Linked DNA regions of Zea mays: region 1 is linked to region 2. Evidence: chromatin contacts called from public Hi-C data. All regions are on one chromosome and are shown on one strand. The core of a region is the stretch at or near the end of the contact, and the rest is flanking DNA. Distances in the headings are between cores, read along the strand shown. Region 1 holds the start of LOC100383189. Region 2 holds the start of LOC103655106 (heparan-alpha-glucosaminide N-acetyltransferase).

The links. A called contact is a pair of places that touch in the nucleus more often than the background predicts.
Region 1: a Hi-C map of tassel shows a contact between it and region 2, with 2.6 times the contacts expected there. The contact joins the promoter of LOC100383189 here to the promoter of LOC103655106 in region 2. A contact is called at or near these places in 5 of 25 Hi-C or Micro-C datasets (bundle sheath, ear, leaf and 2 more).

The regions. Positions count from the first base shown.
Region 1 is chr4:12,974,642-12,980,640 of Zm-B73-REFERENCE-NAM-5.0, forward strand. It overlaps LOC100383189, which reads left to right and starts at 4,177. Exons shown (of 6, transcript NM_001175852.1): 1 at 4,177-4,455; 2 at 4,587-4,705; 3 at 4,788-4,836; 4 at 4,951-5,558; 5 at 5,709-5,999. The coding sequence starts at 4,807.
Region 2 is chr4:12,731,281-12,738,108 of Zm-B73-REFERENCE-NAM-5.0, forward strand. It overlaps LOC103655106 (heparan-alpha-glucosaminide N-acetyltransferase), which reads right to left and starts at 4,266. Exons shown (of 13, transcript XM_008681913.3): 1 at 4,048-4,266; 2 at 3,550-3,687; 3 at 3,259-3,340; 4 at 3,058-3,134; 5 at 2,828-2,943; 6 at 2,577-2,694; 7 at 2,377-2,493; 8 at 2,179-2,270; 9 at 2,024-2,090; 10 at 1,843-1,924; 11 at 1,649-1,740; 12 at 1,399-1,542; 13 at 991-1,309. The coding sequence starts at 4,266. The coding sequence ends at 1,163.

The DNA.
Region 1 (5,999 bases), core at 2,927-5,426, 240 kb after region 2:
GGCGGACAGTCTGCCATCAACGTCCGGACTGTCCGTGCCTCACCATGAAGCTCCTAAGAACGTGCCCATCGCCATGGACCAAGATGACGACGAGGAGGATCTACTAGGACAAGAAATGGTGGATTATGAGGCATCACTAGAGCACCCAGGAATGGAAGATAATGTTATTACCTTCTTAGTCGATTATAATATTATCGGTGATGATGAACCTGTTGTTGCTCAATTTTATTTTGGTTCAAAAGAAGCGGTCTTCACAAAACCGAAGGAATTGGTCAATCATTTAAACCCGCTCTATGTACGTGACCATATTGATGGGATGCCGATTTCTAGTATGCTTGTCGATGGTGGAGTGATTGTAAACTTAATGCCTTAATCTTTGTACCGAAAGCTAGGCAAACAAGACAACAAATTGATCAGGACTAATATGATGCTCAACAGTATTGGGAGCAACAATTCGATCGAAGCTAAGGGTGTCACATCCATTGAATTGACCATTGAGACAAAGACCCTTGTCGTTGCATTCTTTGTTGCTGAAGTAGAGGGTAATTATAACATAATCTTAGGAAGAGATTGGATACATGCTAATTACTGTGTACCTTCTACTTTGCACCAATCATTAGTACAATGGGTAGGTGATGATAAAGAAATGATATATGAAAACTCATCAACTTGCATTGCTATGGTTGATGCCCCTGTACTTGGACTTATGACACTACAAAATGTTTTACATGGGTTGAATTTTTAGATTATCAATTATAAGTGTGTGCAGGGAAGACTTCACACTTGTGATGCTAGAGCCGATGGAGAATAGATTAAATCATAATTGAAGAATAATGCATACACACGAAAGGACATATCAGGTTACTGCTGGCATCGCAGACGGTCCGAGACCTGAGGCCGGATGGTTTGGGGTCCCATAAAGAGGACCCTAGAATGAAGGCACCCCTGTAGACAGTTCGGGCCTACAAGCTAGATGGTCTGAAGTCCCATAGAGAGGTTTGCAGTTTGCAACCCCTCTCCTGGATGGCCCGACCCCTATGGTTGGACGGTGCGTACCCTCATAGAGGATCGAATTCTCCTCTGATGCATGTCTAGTAGAGGAGTTTAGGGATTTAGATAAGTTAGGATAGGGGTTTACATCGAGCGATCCTTTGGGAGAGGTTGACATAGGATATGGTAACTCTCTAAGGCCAACTTTTGTAAACACAAACATGAAATCTGATTCTAGGAATAAAATGATCGTGTTAATAAAAGAATACTTTGATTGCTTTGCTTGGAGCTATACTGAGATGCTAGGCTTAAGTCGAGAGCTAGCTAAACATCGGCTACTTATTAACCTAGTTTTAGGCCATTTAAACAAAAACAAGATTATTTCATCCAGACTTGCTCCTTAGGATCAAGGATAAAATCAACTGGCTCTTGCTAACTTTATTAGACCTTGCAAGTATGTAGAATGGGTCTCTAATATTATGCAGTGGAAAAGAAAGACTCCGGTAAGATCAGGATATGTATTGATTTTCGTAATCTAAATAGAGTCACCCCTAAAGATGAATATCCTATGCCTGTAGCAGACATATTGATTAATAATGCACTAGGAAATAGAGTCATTAGCTTTCTATATGGAAATGCTAGATACAATCAAGTCTTTATGTCAAAAGAAGATGCATCTAAAATGGTCTTTATCTTTCCAGGCTTTATTGGTACGTTTGAGTGGTTAGTCATGACATTTGGTTTAAATAATGTTGGCGCCACTTATCAAAAGGGTTATGAATTTGATCTTCCATGAGTTATTAGGAAATATTATGGAGGTCTATATTGATTATATAGTGGTCAAATCGGATGTATTTGATTCCCATTTAGTCGATTTGCGCAATGCCTTTGAGAAAAATACATCGATATGGTCTAAAAATGAACCCACACAAATGTGCCTTTAGGGTATCGACTGGCAAGTGCCTATATTTATCATTTATGAGCATGGCATAAAAGTAGACCCTGACCGAATTAGAGCTATTCGATCAAGGACCGTCTAGGTGGGGCGCCGAATCGACGTGGTAGCATACCATTCGATCAATGACACTGGACCGTCTGACTCCAACAGAGACATAGCTTTAGTTAACTCAGCTAATAATTTGACTGATGCAGTTGATTGGAGAACACCCATGATTGCATACCTATGTATTCCAAGTATTAGGGCAAATAGAAATGTTCGGAGGATGGTTTTTATGTATGTTCTAACTGATGATGAACTTTATCGTCAAATTTCTAGGGATGTCTTGCTTAAGTGCTTGGCCCTAATGACGCTACATTGGCGATGGACGAAGCGCGTAAAGGAATTTGTGGTACTCATCAACTGACTCCAAAGATAAAGTGGCTTTTGAGGAGATCCAGTTTCTATTGGCCTGACATGATAGTCGATTGTTTTAAGTACTACAAAGGTTGTCAAGTATGCCAGAAGTTCAGTGATATGCAATTAGTGCCTACCGCCGAACTACATCCTATTATCAAACCTTGGCTCTTTAGGGGATGGGATTTGGACTTTGTAGGTAAATTCATCCTTCGTCATCGAAGGGGCGTCGATTTGTGCTAGTTGCTATAGATTACTTCACCAAGTGGACCAAAGCCGTTGCTCTAAAATACATAACACATAAGGAGGTAATTGAGTTTGTGACCATGCATATTATTAATAGATTCGACATTCCCCAGACTTTAACTATAGATCAGGAGACTTCTTTCATGTCAAAAGGGGTACGTGAATTTGCTGAATTATATAAGATCAAATTGCTCAATTCATCTCCATATTATGCTCAGGCCAATGGTTAGACCGAGTATAGCAATAGGACATTGATTACCCTTATCAAAAAGAAGATATCCGATCATCCTAGGCATTCACATAAATTGTCTAAGGCTTTATGGGCTCATAGAATATCTAAGCACCACATTACTAAGGTTTCTTTTTTTTTGAGATTGTGTATGAGCATGGAGCTTTTTTGCTTGTGGAGATAAGCCTAAATGCTATCAGGTTTGCCAGACAAAACGATTTAACTGTCGGTGACTATCATGATTTGATGATGGATAATATTCATGAGGTGACCAACAAAAGAATGATAGCTAGGAGAAATACAAGATTATAGTTGCCAAATCTTATAATAAGAAGGTAAATGCTAAATCATTTAGATCGAAGATCTAGTTTGGAAGACAATTTTGCCATTAAGGAGCAGGGACAAAAAATTTAGCAAATGGTCCTCAAGCTAGAAAGGGCCTTACAGAATTTCACAAGTGATATCCATTAATGCATATATGTTGCAAACTTTGTAAGATGATGAGCTACCTAAGTCATTGAATGGTCATTTCTTAAAGTAATATCATCCTAGTTTATGGCAAGATGCTTAAAGAACCGATGTTCTCACGTCGATTTGATAAACAACATGTACCGGGTGCTTTTGGTTCGCTTAACTTATCCAAATGGTAGGGGCATGTGTTGAGCACCATATGTGGGCACCTAGGAATGGCTGGACGGTTCGTGGGTGTAGCTCAGACTATTCGTGGTTAGATTATCTTGTGCATAATTCCTTTTCCATGCGTGCTTATTCAACTAATATTGTGGGAGTTTGTTGAAACCGCCTAGGAATGGGTCTATACCTCCAGTGTGATGTAGAGAGGAGCCGTTTCTGCAGTGAGGTCACAAATCGTCTGCACTTTCACAGAGAGCACTACCAGATGGTTCATCTCCAGTGTTGGGGCCTACATTGCCGAAGGTCCTTATAACACTTACATTGCATAATTAAATGTGCTCTATATATATAATGAAAGCCGGACGAAGTCACCCTTCGACATTTCATGTGTGTAATACAGGTTGGACGAAGCTGACCGTCGATCGAAGCATTAAGTCAAGGACGGAGATCTACTTTCTTAATTTGTGTTACCTTAATTTTTAATGATATAATGGGATTGAAATTAAGTATCCAACATCTAGTGTTTAGCCGCAAACCAGAGCTGACACAAAGAATTACCCTATTCTTTTGACATCTGTAATTAAACGAGCTTTCAACTATCTAGAAAAGTACTCCATTTTCTGGTGGGTTTTAAAAAGTTAAAACCGCGACTGACCGAATCCAACGCCCCTAAAAAAAGCTGAAAGAAAAGTCGGAGAGAGAGAGAGAGAGAGCGAGCGAGCGAGCGAGAGTGGTGGTGGTGTGTGCGCGAGCGCAACAGGGAGAGGGAGAGCGTATTTCTTCTTCCTCACCCTCCTCGAGGAAGAGAGAGGGCAGCTCCGGAGCCGCACGGGCGCGAGCGAGGCAGGCAGTGGCTCCTCCCCCCTCCTTTCGATATCAGCTCATCGATTCGTCCTATCACACACATATCATTACCGCTCCTCTTCCTCACCTATGCTTGTCCTCTAACTCATTGGCAGAAGAGAAAAAAAAAGTCCTTGTTGAGTTGTTGTATCGGGTTCTGGTATGGTTACGAATCCGCGCGCCTTGTTTTCGATTTTAGTTCTTCCCTTTTGGTTGCCCGTCGGCCATCGGGCGCGCGGGCGGCCGATTCCTGCCGCTCCTAATTCGTTGGATTTCGATCTGTTCTTGCAGGTGGTGACTGTTACTGGGGTTTCCTTGCCCGGTTCTTGATTTGCGCAAGGACAGATTTGCCGTCCTCTCGGGTTCCGCCGTGCGGTGCTGAATCCTCCTTCCCTGTTCCCTTCCCTTAGGTGGGTTCGATCTGTTTCGTGCTCATTTATTGGCTCCGGTTCTTCGATCCATTCATGTGACGTTTTGGGGAGATTTTCTCAGGTTTGGATCGGGGATAGGGATGGAAGTGGACAGAAAGAAGAATTTGCAGGTGAGTAGCGAATCGATTCATATGTAGAGATTTGTGCGGGCTTATCTTTTTTTTTTCAGTCCCCAAAAAAACATCATTTCGAAACCTAATGGGTGGCTCCTTTATTGCGAGAAGATTGGATCCAAGGGGAAGGAGGTTCAGAGCAAGAATCCGAGGCGGGAGGAGCCGCTGGCATCGTCGGAGGTGGACATGGATGAGCCAGACGCTCCTGAGAGCGGTGACATGATTGTTGATGGCAACAATGGCAGCTCCAGAGAGAGCCCCTTGCAGCCCATGGATTCCAAGAATTCCAAGGGCTGTGCGGTCAAGAAGCCAACATCGGTGAGCTCAGACTTCGGTGAGGAGCTGGACTTGGACCTTGGTGGGGAGAAGAGTGGGACGCAGCAGGAGAGGAAGCTCTCAAGGCAGGACCGGGTTGAGCTTTGCCGGTCGTTCCAGCTTGCAGTGAGCTCCCATGATTGGGAGAGCGCCGAGGGGCTGGTAGGAATGGCTGACGCACAAGGGCTCAACGATGTGCTGTGTGTGGCAGTGGATGCGATTTGGTTCTTGAGTGATAGGGATGAGCTGCTTGCTATTGTGGGGTTGATCAAAAGGGTTGTGTCTGAGGGCGCAAAAGATTTTACCCGTGCTGCGCTCCGGACATCATTCCTCGCATCGTGTGTATCAGCATGTAGGGGGCGGTCGACTAGCCTTGCTGATGCAGTGAGCTTCATGGGCCAGAAGTAAGTTTGTCGGAAACAGCTCCAATGGTTACATGCTCATAACTTACAAGTATTGCATGCTTTATAATTCCATGAGTCTTATCGAATCCAATAAGTCCACTTGAATATCATATTTGGGCAAATTGTGAATGATTGTTCTGTATGTTTCAGATTGCATGAACGACTTCAAGAATCCCAAGGTGATGAGGTATTGAAAGCAGAAGCAAGTGCAAAGGTGCACAGGTTTACAGAATGGGCTCTAAAGTGTATCGGGCTGCATTCACGTGTTCGAGAGAACAGGGGCAAAGGAAACCACGACACTGTAATTGAGGTTCAGCTTCAGTTGTCTGCTTTCAAGATATTTCTTGATCTTGCTGATAATGAGCTTACCGGGAAGGATTTTACGGAGGCTTTTGATGCTGCATGCTTCCCTCTTACACTCTTTTCAACCACCTTCGACCA
Region 2 (6,828 bases), core at 3,016-5,515:
TAATTCTCGCTATTTGGAATGGATCCAATTCTATTGAGTCTGGCCCATAGTGATCATTTCTCTTTAGCCAACTAGCTAATCAGACGTGAGCCCCTCCTTGGGCAGATTTCTCCTTTTGCTCCTCAGCCTACGGGGTATTAGCAACTGTTTCCGGTTGTTGTTCCCCTCCCAAGGGCAGAGAAGGAAGAGATCTTCGAAAAGTAGGTTTTTATGATCCGATAAAGAATCAAACTTGTTTAAATGTTCCAGCTATTCTCTATTTCCTTGAAAAGGGTGCTCAACCTACAAGAACAGTTTATGATATTTTAAGGAAGACAGAATTCTTTAAAGATAAAGAAAGAACCTTGAGTTAATTGAAGAAGGGATAGAGATATAGTATAAGAAATAGGCTATTAAGTAACTCTAAATGAATTGTGGATACATCTGTATCCTTAACATACTGAAACGACTGCCATTAGGGAGGGTGTCCCCTAGGTTTAGACGTCAGTCTGCAGGACAGAGTAGGCGGTGACCGCGTGGTTCGAAGCGTCAACGACGGGGAGCAGGGTGTTGGCACCTGTAGAGGGAGATGGGCTACCACGTGCGCTTGGGAGGAAGGGGGAACAGCGCTGACACGGTGTTGGGCTCCAGTGTGGTCGTAGCCACGCCGGTGCCGACAAGGGAGGCGAGGCACGCGATGTTGGAGGAGGCAATCACGGCAGATGACGGTTGTGGTGGTGCCGCCGCGCCGTAAAAGGTCGCGGTGGCGGCCCAGCCGCTCTCGTCGACCATGGAGGGGTGGGGGAGGGCAGGGCAGCCGCCGGAGGTGGGGGAGGGGGCTGGCGACGGCAGGAGAAGGGGAGAAGGGAGGTGGCAGCTAGAGAGGGGGGAGAGAGAAGAAACCCTAGGTAGATATGGGAAAATAAAACTCTAACTATAATGAGGGTTGAGAATGTATTAATGGGGTGTTAGATGGGCATATGTCCATTACAATAACAGCACACACACGCATACAATCTAATAGACACCGTGAAAAAGGCTTGAATGCTTGTGTTAATATCACACCAATCTTACAAAGTAATGTTACACGGAGATAAAGAAGCACATTGGCTACCGTAGTAACTAACAATACACAGATCTCTCCTCTTTCTCGTTGTACAAATAATGCGTCACTCAAAACAAATCATAGTTTCCAGTAAATCCCTAATTTGTGCAAGACGCCTGCCGCAACACCCCAGAACACAATCTCACAGAACATGACATACAGCAGGGTTCCAAGCCGCTGGGAGTGCCAGACATTGACGAACACATGCTTCACGATCCAATTGACCTGCAGAAACAGAAAGAACAAAACCGGCTACAAAACCATGTTCTTATATTACGCCAAAAATTAATAACCTCCAGCCGTACGTTACTTACAAGAGTGTTATCTGGCGACCCGTAGTACCATCCATTGACAAATGCGGCCAATATTCCCTGCGCGCCTAGGACAAACACAAGCATGGCGTTCATGCCTATCCACTCCAGGAAGAGGAATGGCGTCCTCAGTCCCCAGACATCAATCTGTCCATTCAAGAACAATTGTAAAGCTTTTGTTTTTTTATTTCTTGTTTTTCTGCGAGATGGCATCGAAGAGGTTTCGTGTCTAAAATGTAGAGACAAGCCGTACCAGTATATAGAAAGCCGAGAGAACAATTCCTGCCGCGCCGCCTGTGAAGCAGACATAGCTGAAGCTGTAGAGCTGCTTGTTGATCGGGATGGCTGCAGCACAGCAGCAGAGAGACGCAGGTAAAATCTCTGTCCAAGAACTGCAAACCGCAGCCCCGTGTCTCACAGTAGACATGCATGCATGGGTACCAGTACCATTCGTGAAGTGTAGGATGATGCCGAGTACAAGGAGCGAGAAGCCCGTCAGAAGCCAGTGCTTCAGCCTCTCCTTGTGGGTCTGCAATTAACAAGAAACTTCCTTGACCACATCGGACATCTGCATTCCTTACTAGAAAGTAGAAACCACCACAGTCGAAAGGAAGCTTTCAAGAATGACCTTGAAATGGATCAGAACATGCCCGTAATGTATCCCGATTGTCCCCGATAGCACGGACGATATTGAGCTGAAAAAAAGGGTAAACGGCTGTCAGACACTCGAACGGTCTCTGGCTGCAGATGTTCAGCTTCTGTTGATGTACAAAGTTGAATGACCTTAACAAGCCTTCCGGCTCAAAAGGCGCGAGGCACCACGCCGGCGCATCAGATCGCAGGGGACCCATGTTAGGTGAGCTCGATGTGCAATCCTGATCAGAGTAATTTCAGACGTCCAGTAGAACAGAATACTCAGTGTGGCTGAGGAAAGATAAGGATCAGTGACAATGGCGAGCAGTGGGAATGACACTGTACTACCTTAGATCGGATCCAAACTGGCTGTGTGTAGAGATGATTGATCCCCCAGACCTGCCTGTCAACATAGCCAACCGCGTTGCAGGCTTGCTCCAGGCTGGCCCTCACGCCGCATTTCACCTGCACGAAAACAGGCAGAAACTGAATGAAATACGACACATTCCAGTGGTGATTGGTATGGCGCCCAGGAAAGTCGCGAGCACCGTGAACTGTTTCCCGTCGTTGACGTCGCCTTCGTTGTGGTAGACAAAGCTCCAGTCCGGGACATAGAGTGAGAATGTTGTGACCATGTATACCACAAATGCAACAAGGCCACCTAGCCTGTCCTTTCCAGAAAGCGTTAGTCAGTCATGCCTGCTATTCAGTTTCAGAATCGACAAAAATGAAACGGAATGGTATTTATGTGCAGTTGCAGTGTTATTCATCTGTGTCAGGAAGAATGAGAGCTGCGTACCATTGCCACCGATACGCATCGAAAATGGCGTATGGACCGGACCGCACCGTGGTAGGCCGTACCTTGACGGTGAGCGCCTCTATCAGAGCAACAAAGAAGTATACCAAAGCAATTCTCTGATGATGATTCCAATTTCCAGTGAAGAACAGACAAGAAATCCAAGTTATTGCCATGATCTATGTGAAGCAGGTAGCAGAAGAGAGAATTAGTAGCTGGTGATGGAACCGGACCTGTAGGATGCCACACCATCTGATCTTCTTCATGTCCACGCCATAAGCGAGGTCATCCGGAGCATGAGAATACCCACCTTCGCCGTACATACCAAGATATATACCATCAAATACGGTAGTGACAAAGGTCATTTCAGCTAGATGATCAGTGAACAGAAGCACTGACAGAACCATAGCAACGGAAAAAAAAAACAAACTTACCTTGGAGAAGCACACCCCAGAAGAGCATTTTTAGTGTCCTGGTGGTAATCTTCTTCACGGCGGCGCCGATGTTGGGAACTCTCTGCAACCATATATGTCCATGTGAGCATGTGGTGATCAGCTCTCTGCTAGTAGGAAACATTGCACTTGCGAAACAGCAAGGGGTATTCACGCCTGCTACTTTCCTCTGGCAATGTACTACATCATATCTGTGACCAATGATCGATTGCTGTGCTACAAACCTCTACATTTATGGAAGTATGGATCGATTGAAGAGTGTGTTATTATCACCTTCAACGCGAAGGCGATGGCAACGCCAACTATGAAGAGGAAGAAGGGCATGACGAAGTCCGCCAGGGTGCAGCCGTTCCATGGCGAGTGGTCCATCCGCTCGTAAGCCCCACCAGCATCGTCCACTAGTATCATAAGCTGCAAAGCATGCAAGGAAATTAAATAAAATTCAACGGTTCATATATATATATATATATATATATATATATATATATATATATATATATATATATATATATATATATATATATATATATATATATATATATATATATATATATATATATATGCTCCCAAAGTCCGATCCCCCAGCTTATGCTCACAGAAGAACTTCACTTCCTTAAACCGTTTCTAAGGTCGTGGAGGAGGAAGGAGTTTGTCAGCTAGAAACTAATAGTGCATATATATGCCAGGAAACAAAATCGAACTTTTTTCGGAATAAATAAAAACAAAAGAAAAGTAGATTTGTGTACTGTGTATATATATGTGTGTACGTACCACAATGGTTAGCCCTCTGAAGGCATCGAGGGCCGCCACTCTCCTGCTGCTCTTCTTCTTCGTCTGCACGTCCTCAACCACAGCCACTCTCTCCTTCTCGATGTCGTCCTCGCCCTTGCCATCACCGTGCTGGACGACATGGCCAACGTCAATGGCGTGCTGCTCGGCTGGACCTTTTCCCCCGTCCGATGCTGCTATCTCCTGCCCCTCCTTCTCCATATCCACCGACCACCGTCTAGCTTAATTTTCTTAGACTCTAGCTACTGATGACTACAAAATGAGCCATGTTATGTATGTTCCAAGTGTGTCACATTCGTATATATATACATACGGCTATCTAGCTAGCTACAATAATTGTAGCTAGATGTCTCTTGTAAGTCCACAAGGTGCTGTTTTTTTTTTTTTTGATATAACTAGTTCAGCTGCTAGCTAGATTAGTCTGGCATTAGCGTAGGGTTGCCGTCCTGTAGTAGGTGAGGTAAAAAATGTTTTCCACACGGGAGTTCGTCACTACCCATGTTTCGTTTCTTATTGGAGTGCCTTCGTGTCCTCTGTTATTTCCAAGTGTCGAAACCTTGCAGATTCCACCGTGTGTAAAAAGCCTTCGCGCATGCATGAGGAACATAGCTGTCGAGGGTATAGGAACATATATATATGAGCAAATTAAAGATTCTTACTCGGAAGCCAAGATTCAGATTTACAGGTCTAACAGGGTGTCTGTCGTCTAGGCCGGCAAACATGCGCTCTCTCTATTTTTTTAAGGCGTTCTTATATATGTTGAAAATAATACGATAGAGCGGCACGCCGTCTTGGTATTGGAAAATCAGTCCGTGTGGAAGACGACGGCCATCGCCGGCTGCGTTTGGACGCCGCTACACATCTTTGTCGTTGTCCTGGAGCGTGCAGCTGAGGATGTTGCTCCATCTGGAATGGAAACGAGTGAGCCCAAACAAAACTAATACTAGTCATGTGCCATACTATAGTGCGATCAGGGACGTCAGAACTATCATCTTATCTTTGCAGTTTGACGATATGAAAATCCATCATGCTTTTACGTTCGACGGTTGAGCATGAAGACTACTCCCTCTCTATCATAAATAAAGTATCCATCAAGTAATCCTAACCTAGAAGAAGAAAAAATATCAACATCTAAATTCGAAGAAGATTGGACCTTTTTTTTGTGAAACTTTGCTGAAGTCGAAAAGCCCATGATGCTAACAGGCTGTCCTGGCCGAAACGGATCTCCCTGCGTGGCTGGGCTTGGCCCTGCTGCTCTCACGCGCACGCTGCTGCCCGGGCTCCCCGGCGGCCTGGGCCACCTGGCCATTCCAAACACTTACCCGTATAGTCAGTCAGTTGCTGTGTGTTACTATAATTTAGTAGGAACGTGTCCGTGCGATGCCACGGAACACAAATTGTGACTCTTCACGGTACAGAGATTTGTTTGTTTTGGTTAAAAAAATATTTAATCTCTTCAAAAAAATACTCCACCGACTGTACTTCATTTTTCCTTGCATCGATGGTACAGAGATTTCTCTGCTGGTCTTTCTTCCTCGCGGGGTACAGAGCTATCATGTTATAAATACGTGAACCAGACAACGACAAATGTCTTCATATTTATTTTAGAATAGAAAGAAGATTTTAGCACTCCAATCTTGAATCTCCTGATGTATCTTTCCTCCCAAACACGCCTAGAGTTTAGAGAACTTTAACACTATGACCCAAAGTTGGCTGGCGGGAGGTTTGAGGAAAGCATCAGACGAATGAACCACGGCGACGCGGTCCGCTGCCGTGTCAGCCCCGCGTCGGTAGCATCTGCGTGGCCCCTGGCCCGGCCGGACGCTACAGTCTACAGACAGCTCGTTCCACGTCACCGGTTGGCGAGCGGTGGGCGCCAACGGCCAACGCCCGTGGCCGGATGGACGACCGTCGACGTCGACCACGGATCGCGGCTCCTTCCTTCCCTCCGTCCTCCGTCCTCGACGCCCTTTCCTTTTCCGCTTAGCCTGCCAAGAACCACCGGCCGTGGCCGTGCAGTGCAGATGTCGAGTACAACAAACCGTGCCGACGGAGGACTCGCACGCGAGCAGGACCGATCTGGACCACAATCCCAGTCGCAAAAGATTGCTCGTGTTACGTGGGTGCAGTTTCACCTCCTCCTTGCATGCGAGAACACGTACGTACGATCTCGGCAGGAGGCTATTAGCGTGGCCGGATTTGATCTGTACGAGAACAGGAACAGTGGTTGGAGCGAGGACGATGATGCAGTGACGCTCGGCTCAACTGCCGTCTGCCGGCCTGCGCGCCACCGGAGATCCGCTGGCCGGCAGTCAAATCAAGGTACAAGGTTCCAGCGGCACGGCACGGCACGGCAACCGCTCCCCGCTACCAATCTGTGGACGGGTTGGAGAAGATAGACTATACAAGGCTTCGGAGGAGGCCCCAGCGGCTGGACGCCAGAACCGCCGGCGGGGGCGGCCTTATTCGACTTTGCTTCGCTTCAGGTTCAGCTTCAGCTAGCCCGAGCACGGCCCGATATTTGGTGGGCTTCGAAACCGGCCCGTTACAATTTTCATCCCAGCCACGCCCACGAAATACAGAAACAGGCCGGCCAGCGGCCCAGCCCAGCCGCAAGCCCCGCGCCCCCGCCCGCGTGGATATATCACCGCGGCCGTCGCCAGACGCCCAGACGCCATCTCATTCTCACGTGCCCCGCCCGCCCGTAACCCTAACCCTAGTTTCCTATCGCGCCGCGCACCCGCTCAGTCGCTCCTCTCCGCT